Linked DNA regions of Mus musculus: region 2 is linked to region 1. Evidence: chromatin contacts called from public Hi-C data. All regions are on one chromosome and are shown on one strand. Each heading gives the region's core, a stretch centred on a gene start, on an enhancer-like site or on the middle of the called end of the contact. The rest is flanking DNA. Distances are from core to core; before and after follow the strand shown. Region 1 holds the start of Sult2a3 (sulfotransferase family 2A, dehydroepiandrosterone (DHEA)-preferring, member 3). Region 2 has its middle 52 kb from the start of Sult2a6.

The links. A called contact is a pair of places that touch in the nucleus more often than the background predicts.
Region 2: a contact with region 1 is called in a Hi-C map of liver, with 6 times the contacts expected there. The contact joins the enhancer-like site here to the promoter of Sult2a3 in region 1. A contact is called at or near these places in 1 of 39 promoter capture datasets (liver), 2 of 484 Hi-C or Micro-C datasets (both in liver) and 4 of 9 other capture datasets (adipose tissue, liver, macrophages and 1 more).

The regions. Positions count from the first base shown.
Region 1 is chr7:14,121,444-14,125,766 of GRCm38.p6, forward strand. It overlaps Sult2a3 (sulfotransferase family 2A, dehydroepiandrosterone (DHEA)-preferring, member 3), which reads right to left and starts at 1,605. Exons shown (of 6, transcript NM_001101586.3): 1 at 1,415-1,605; 2 at 142-350. The coding sequence starts at 1,550.
Region 2 is chr7:14,200,403-14,205,234 of GRCm38.p6, forward strand. No RefSeq gene overlaps it. Among named protein-coding and RNA genes, the nearest start is that of Sult2a6, 52 kb to the right of the region's middle. Within about 2 kb of position 2,324, at least 1 of the 459 cell types and tissues checked has an H3K27ac peak or open chromatin away from gene starts, as enhancers often do. A contact at or near this core is called in liver, where this site is marked.

The sequences.
Region 1 (4,323 bases), core at 355-2,854:
AGTCTGAGGTGGGAAAACATTAGCATCACCTAGTACATGAGGATCCCATTTTCACATTTCAGCAAGACCTCCAGGACTTGTCAGGTAAAATAAGTTGAAAGAGTGTTTAGTCAAAGAAAATCTCAACCACTGGGCACTGACCTTGGCCTTGGAACTGAAAAAAGACTTGAAGAAGAGATGGACAGGAAGATGAGAGGAAATGAGTCGTGGTCCTTCCTTATTAATTAATGCAAGATATCCTATATCAGTCTCTAGCCAGGGTGAGCGGTCCCAAATGGGCACAGTTTGAATCCACTTTGGATCTCCCCTGGTCTGAATCAAGCAGACAATCTCAATCAGCCAGTGTGTTCCTGAATGAAAAGGAAAAGTGACTGTCACTCACTTCAACATTAATTATGAAAAAGCCTCAAGTACAATATATGCCCATACAATTTACAGTGCTGGCCATTTTCAAGCACATAGAATTGTGTTCACAATATCCATGTGACATAAGTGCAAAGTATATTCACTCATTATATTCTAGACTTCATTTTGCAAAACAGGGACCATATACTCAGTAAACAGCAACTTGGCAATGGAATATCTTCTCCAGCCCTGGGCCAACATCATTCTACATTCTGGTGGAATGAATTTGACAATCCCAGATATTTCAGAATGTTGTAATCAAAGTACCTGCCCTCTGAGACTACCTCCTTTAATTTAATTCATTGTTACTGGGATGGACCCATGCTGTAGTGTATGACTGAGTTCTTCTTTTTAAAGTGAATCAATTCCCTTGTGCATATTTATCACACACCCTTGCATTTGTGTTCATGTGTTCATTTGTCAGTATATGTTTCTCTAGATTTGTTCTCTGAGTTTTTGTCTGGTACTTTTTTCCTATATTCCCATTGCCTTTGTAGTTTCTGTGTTATTTTCCTTTCAATGCCAGCAGCCTAGTACTTACTCAATGTTCAGTGTGTCTTCCACACAGCAAACATCCACACCCCAAACTACCATGATGTCACTTATTACTTTCTTGAGTTTTCAGACTCTTTCTACGTCCTGGACAAGTTCCATAGTAATTCTACCTCAAACTGTCCTCTCCTCCACATATCCTCACATACATGCCTTTATCTCTTAATGTTATTTCTTGTATTCATTCTTATCACTCTCACTCTTCTATCTCTTCCCCAGAGAGAGGGACCAATGGCATATTCTGTCTCAGGGAGCACTATCATTGTTCTGGTGCCATAGCTTGTCTCCTCTGCCCACTTAGGTCAGACTGAGTGGAGCGCACACACAAATCTCCATGCCCACAAGTCATTTTACACATTAATATATAGAACACTCTACTTATCACCCAAAATGAATTAGGATTAAAGTACTAACCTCCCGTATACATTTCAGAATTAGTCTTACTGACGATTCTTACCTGACTTGGGGTAAGTCAATATCAACAAGTCTTCTTCTTTCACCACAAACTTATTACGAATATCTTCCAAAATTTCTTTTTGATATGCTATGGCAGGAAAAGGTATACCTTCAAACCAATAATAGTCTGACATCATGAATATCTCCTTGTAGGTGCTGTTAGAATTCCAGCCGAAGACACCTATTCAGCTTATAGCTAATGCTGAGAAGTAAGATTTAAAGTGCAAGTAAAAAATCATTAACATTATCTTGCTTGTTGTGAAATATTTACTGATAGGAAGAAAGAAGTATTGTAACCTACAGTCAAAGGTTACTATATTGAGCAATTTTAAAGTTGTACAAATAACATTCTGCAAAAATTGTGAGACCAAGTTCATTACCCCAAACTGGAAACTCAGTAAGATGTAATAGGACATAGAAATGCAAGTTAATTTAAAATGTCGAGTAATACAATTTAGCTTTCAGAATGATTTTGAATATGCAGAAAAATGACAGAGATCATACAGAACCATTCCAATGGAATTTCTTTGTTTTAAAATAGTGATTACTTTTGAGAAACTCATAGTACATTAACTACCCTTCTTCTTCCACTCAAAGCCTTCCCTCCTTTTCCCATATTTTTGGTCTTTACTTTAATATTTGATGCTATTTATATATGCACACATGTAAAGTCAACCTACTTAGTCCATGCATTTGAACTTGTATGCGATGTATCCTGAGGCATGCAGTTGAGGTTAGAAAAATCAATGTGGGATTTCATCTCCAAACACAGCCTATTCTCCATATCTTAACAACAACTGATATGAAGTATTTCTTCTTATAGGGTAAAATCATATAGAATTTTTCCTGGCCTCTTTAGTATACCTACTAGTGCCATTATGCTGGTTTGTTTGGATAACTACACTGTTAAAAGTTAATATGTCTATTTTCCTGTTGTATCTAAAAAAGACATAATCTATTAACAGGAACCTTGGGCTTTTGGGGGAACAAAAAAGCCCTCTTCTGTGACTTTTTCTCTGAGTCTCTGATGTTGTAAGGATTTATTTCAGATATATCAGTTTGTTTTGGGCACCTTTCTATTATTATCTATATTTTGACCCATTGTGGATCTTTGCCAGAGTCACCATATGTTACAAAAGGAAGTATCTTTGACAAGCAGTAAGAACTGTATTTACCTGTGGGTATGAGACAAGTACTTAGAAATCAGCTGGAAATTACACTGTTTTAGGGAACTGTTGGTAATGAGACTCATGGGGTTTTGCTTTTTCCAGTCCATGAGGTTGTTTATGTTTTTAGTACCAGACATGGCTTCCCTATTTTTTAATAGGCTTAAGGTCCAAATATATAGCCTTTGATTACCCCAAGATAAAACTGCCACCGTTTTGTTCCTTTGGATGTTTTGCCAGTCAAGTCATTCTTCTGGCTCACAGGCTTCATATCTGCGTAGTTTGAGTGATGGTGCCTCTCACTGGCAGAATAAGCAATGTCTTACGTTATGAAAACCACTTCACTTGCAAGAGATTTCCAGGCTATTTTAACTCAATTCCTCCAAATTGTGTGTCTGAAGTGCATCATGTCTTCAGTAACATAATCTTATCTCCAAGTACTGTGAGGCAACCAAGAGCATCAATAACTGATTTTTTTTGGGGGGGGGGGTTCTCAGATTCTCCTGACTAACTACTTTAGAGAATATTCTTCATGAATGATATTGGGGTTTTGTTATATAGTCCATAGTTCTTGTGGAGAACAATATCATTCCAAATGGCACAATAACTTTAAAATACATATTAATGTTTCACACACACATATATATATACTATATGCGATTTTAGATAAATACTGGATACCATGATTTCCTATGTTTTTTTAAACATCCTTGGTATTATTTATCCTTTTGTCTCTTTTGTCACTGTGCATTAGACTGTGTCTGTCCAAAATATACTCCGTCCCATTTTCCCCATTTCTCCCTTTGTAACACCTGTGTGCTATTCCAGTGTCTAAAATTTCTCCCTCAAATGATACCTTTCAACTTTCCTGGTTACTGTGGTTACTCCAAGTTATAACCATATAGTTACAGATTCAAAGCCAGAAAGCACAAATCTCTTCTAGATCCACCTGTTTGCCTAAAAGTTTCATCATTTCATTTATCTCTACAGCTAAGTAGAATTTCATTGTACATATGAACCACACTTTAATTAGTCATTTATTAGTTGAAGGGCATTTAAGTTGTTATCGTTTTCTAGTAATTATGACTAGAACAGTAATAAACATGGCTGAGAAACTATTTGTAGAGTAATATATCAAGTTCTTTCTCATATGTCAAGGAATATTGTATCCGTGCCATATGATACATTTTTCACACTGATTTTCAGAGAGATGTCATCAGATTGAAATGCAGTTAAGTGCAGGAGGGTCCCCAATTTCCCAAATTATTACAATCATGTTTCTCAACCGCATTTGTTGTAAGATTTTTGTTTGTTCATATTATTTCTGACTAGAGTAGATTAAATCTCAAAGTTGTTAAATTTTTATTTCCTTAATTGCTAAAGCTTTTGACCAATTAAGAAGGTATATCTTATTTTTATTTTTATTTCTTCTCTTCTGAAGAAATAAAACTGGCCAGAGGTAAAGGCCAGTACTTTTTATAATTTTTTATTCGATATTTTCTTCACTTACATTTCAAATGCTATCCTAAAAGTCCCCTATATCCTACCTCGGCCCTGCTCCCCTACCCACCCACTCCCACTTCTTGGCCCTGGCATTACCCTGTACAAGGGCGTATAAAGTTTGCAAGACCAAGGGGTCCCTCTTTACAATGATGGCCAACTAGGTCATCTTCTCTTCCATATGCAGCTAGAGACATGAGCTCTGGGTGTACTGGTTAGTTCATATTGTTGTTTCAACTATAGG
Region 2 (4,832 bases), core at 1,074-3,573, 80 kb after region 1:
ACACTGTCTTGACTCCATTTCTCTCTCTCGTCCACTGTCTTTCCTTCTGAAAGAGAGAAAGTTTGCCCCAGTTTGCCTCCCAGATGAAACCCAGTTCATGTGAGCCGCTGGCTAGTTCTCAAAATGCTTGCCTATATGATGCTATGTGAGATTGCATGTGTGTGTGTGAATATACTTGCAAAGGAGAGAGGAGGATGTCAGTTACTCTGAATCTGGAGTTATAGAAATCATGACCCACTTAGGGTGTGAGTTCTGGGAAACAGACTCTACTCCTCTAAAAAAGCAGCAAGTGCTCTTGATCACAGACCCATCTCTCCAGCCTTTAATGTTATCATTTTCAAAAGAAAGGTATAAGAGCAACTTTATTGAATAATGAAAAGTAGAAATTAGCAAAAATTCAAAATTGTAAATGAAATAAGTAGATTTACAAAAGGGAATGGTTTGAGTATTTATGGCTCAATGTATAAAAGTGCTTGTCATATAAGCCTCATGATCAGATAGTCTCTGTAACCTGCATAAATTAGAAGAAAATGATTGACTCCACAAAGTTGCCCTCAGATTCTTACATATGTTCTGTGACATGTGTGTATCCACATAGATATTATGCACATATAAACCCCTGATAATAATAAAGAAAATATTTTTAAAGGAAAAAAGAAATAAGAAACTGGACACAATCTATAAATACTCTGGAAGGCAGTCTTTATGAGCAATCATGTAGATAATATGGGCCTGTGTGTATGTTATTAAAACATTGTCCTGATGTTAATTAATGTTATAGAAGGATAATGTATATTGTGGGCAGCACCATTCCTTATGCAGTGGGATCCTGAGAAGTATAATGGAGGAAATATCCAGGAGAAGGCCAAAAGCAATGGCCTACATATTTATTCTCTCCCTACTCATGACTGTGTAAGCAAGGAAAGTCATTGAAATCAGTAAGAGAGAATTGCAAAGCCAATTATAAAGGAAAGCATCTCAGAATAACAGATTCATTAACAACTTTTAAAAGGCAAGAAGGCTGAAAATCATAGTCTCTGGTAAGATGTCTGGCATAATTCTGATAGATCTGCTTTTATATGTTACTTGATCTCTTTCTATTACTGCTTTTAAAATTCTTTCTTTGTTTAGTGCATTTGGTGTTCTGATTATTATGGGAAGAGAGGGATGAATTTCGTTTCTGCTCCAGTCTATTTTGAGTTCCGTAGGCTTCTTGTATGTTCATGGGCATCTCTTTCTTTAGGTTGGTGAAGTTTTTTTCTATAGTTTTTTTTGAAGATATTTACTGGACCTTTAAGTTGGGAATCTTCACTCTCTTTTATACCTATTAACCTTAAGTTTGGCCTTCTTGTTGTGCTTTGGATTTTCTGGATGTTTTTGATTAGGAGCTTTTAGATTTTTGTGTTTCCTTTAACTGTTGTGTCAATATTTTTTTGTGGTATCTTTGCACCTGAGATTCTCTTTTCTGTCTCTTTTATTCTGTTGGTGATGCTTGCATCTATGACTCTTGAGCTGTTTCCTAGGTTTTCTAACTCTAGGGTTGTCTCCCTTTGTGATTTACTTATTGTTTCTATTTCCATTTTTAGATCCTGGATGGCGTTGTTCCTTTTCTTTCCCTGTTTGATTATGTCTTCCTGTAATTTTTAAGTGATTTTTGTGTCTATTTAAGGGCTTCTACCTGTTTACCTGTGTTCTCCTGTATTTCTTTAAGGGAGTTATTTATGCCCTTCGTTAAGTCCTCTACCATCATCATGATAAGTGATTTTATTTCTGAATCTTGCTTTTCTGGTGAGTTGTGGTATCCAGGATTTGCTATGGTAGGAGAATTGGGTTTTGATAATGCCAAGTAACATTGGGGTTTCTGTTGCTTGTGTCCTTATGCTTGCCTCCAGTCATCTGGTTATCTCTAGTGCTACCTGCCCTGGCTATGTCTAACTGGAGCCTGTCCTTCCTGTGATTCTGGTTGTGTCAGAAGTCCTCAGAGTCTAGCTGTCTCTGTGATCCTGTGATTGTGGAATCATTTGTTCCTGAGACCCTGGGTATGTTTGAACACCTGTAAGTCAAGCTGTCTCTGAGACCCTAAGATACTGGTCTGACCATGTTCCTGAGATCCTGTGACCTTGGGTGTGTTAGATTCCATAAGAGTGGAGCTGCCTCTCTATTTTGTGGGCTGCAGAGTTTGTGCCCAAGGTCTGCTCAGGGCACCAGTCCAGACAGACCAGAAGGAACACTTGCCAATGGTCTGGCAAAGTTCCTACATGCCTGTGTCCCACTGTTCCCAGTTACTCCCAGTGTTGGGACAGATTCTGTGTCCTCCTCACCTCTGATCCTTTGATCCTGGGTGTGTTAGAGCACCTGAGGTTGGAGATGCATCTGGGTATTGTGGGGCTGGCTGTGGAGTTTGCATCCAAGGTCTAATTGCTTCAAAAATTAAGAAGTATATATTTGCTGTATGTTATCATAAATGAATAAACAAAGTGTTCCAAGCAAATAGAACTAGAAAGCAAGAAAATATTGCTGATTTAATGTTACAAAATGCACTTGAATCAAACTTTGGTGAGAAAAAAAATAAACATTACTTTGTACCAACTAAAGGAATAATGAATGGGGAAGACAGTACAATTCTAACCACAGGTCTACTCAGTTTCATAAAGAAAATACTACTAGATATAAAGAAACAAAGGGTAGTCCCACTCTGAGTGGTTAACACCTCATCTCATTAAAAAAAATAAACAACATTAAATGGTGTCTCAGATAAAACAGGCTTAACCAATATTTACATAACACTAAATCTAAACAATGCAGAATACACATTGTTCTAAGTTGCCTATGGAGCTATTACTCATATATATATATATATATGAGTAATATGAGTATATATATGAGTATATATATATGCATATATATGCATATATATATATATAATGTTTTAACCAATATAAATTAAAATAATTTCTTATATGCTACTTAGCAAAAATGAAATAGTAACAAGTAAATGAAAAGAGAATCTCCAGAATGCAAACTAACTCATGAAGATTTAACAACTCACAGCTGAATGAAGAATTAGTTAAGAACAAAAAGTTTCCACAATCAAATGAAGATGAAAACAAAACAATATTTAACCTGTGGAATAAAATGAAAACAGCCCTAAGAGGGATATTTAAAGCTCAAAGTTCCTCCGTTAAGACATCAAAGAGATTTCTAATGCAGTAGTTAATGTTCACCATGGGAATTTGGAAAAAGAACAAAGCAAACACCAAACTTAGCAGCTAGAAAGATATCAGTGACCTCAGTGTCGAAATTAAAGAAGGAAAGAGCAGCAACAAGAAAAACAATATAGAGAGTTGATGAAAGTTATTTTCTTCAAAATATAATGAATATTGATCAAATCTTATCTAAACTCACCAAAAGAAATAGCAAATACCAAATGTAATACAGTAAAACACAAAAGGGGAGTCATTATGACAACACAAATCAAATTCAGGCAATTTTTAGAGTTTACATTAAAAATCATATACCTCTAAACTTGAAAACCTAAAAGATATGGAAGAATATATATATATATATATGTATATAGCTGATATAATTATATCAATAAGTGTTCTGAAAAAGTTTACCAGAAAACACTGGGATATGGTAATGACTTTTACCAAAATAAAAAGATACAAAATTAACATAAAATTAACATAAAAATTAACATAAAAAAAGGTAATAGCTTTCCTATCTACCAATGACAAGTTGACAAAAAAAAAAAAAATCAGAGAAATAAGTCTGTTTACAAATGCCTAAATAAAATACCTCAATAGACTCAATTTTCAAATAAAATTACATAGGATTACAGACTGGATACATAAACAGGACCCAGCATTTTGTTGCATACAGGAAATGAAACTCAGTGACAAAGACAGTCACTACCTCACAGTAAAAGGCTGGAAAAACAATTTTCGCAGCAAATGGTCCCAAGAAACAAGTTGGAGTAGCCTTTCTAATATCAAAGAAACTCAACTTTCAACCAAAAGTTATCAAAAAACATAAGGAAGAACTCTTCATATTCATCAAAGGAAATATCTACCAAGAAAAACTCTCAATTCTGAACATCTATGCTCTATGTGAAATGGTATCCACATTTATAAAAGAAATTTTACTAAAGCTCAAATCACATATTGCACCTTACACAATAATACTTGGAGCCTTCAACACCCAACTCTCACCAATGGATACATCATGGAAACAGAAATTGAGCAGAGACACATTAAAACTAACAGAAGTTATGGACCAAATGTATTTAACTTATTTCCATAGAATGTTTCATCCTAAAATAAAAGAATATAACTTCTTCTGAGCACCTCAGTATACCTTCTCAAAAATCAAACATATAATTGGTCACAAAAGAGGCCTCAACAGATACAAGAAGATTGAAATAATCCCATGAATCCTATCAGATCACCATGGTCTGGTCTTCAATAATATAAAACAACAGCAAGCCCACATACACATGCAAGCTGAAAAATTCCCTACTCAATGATATCTTTGTGAAGGAAAAAAATAAAGGAAGAAATTAAATACTTTATAGAATTCAATGAATATGAAAGGCACATCATACCAAAACTCATGAGACACAATGAAAACAGTGCTAATAGGAAAACTCATAGCTTTAAGTACCTCAAAAAAACCCAAAAACCCAAAAAGCCAAAACAAAACAAAACTCAGGACAGCATACAGAAATAGCTTGACAGCACACCCGAAAACTCTAGAACAGAAAGAAGCATATAGCCCCTAGAGGAGTAGATGGCACGAAATAATCAAACTCAAGTCTGGAATCAACCAAGTAG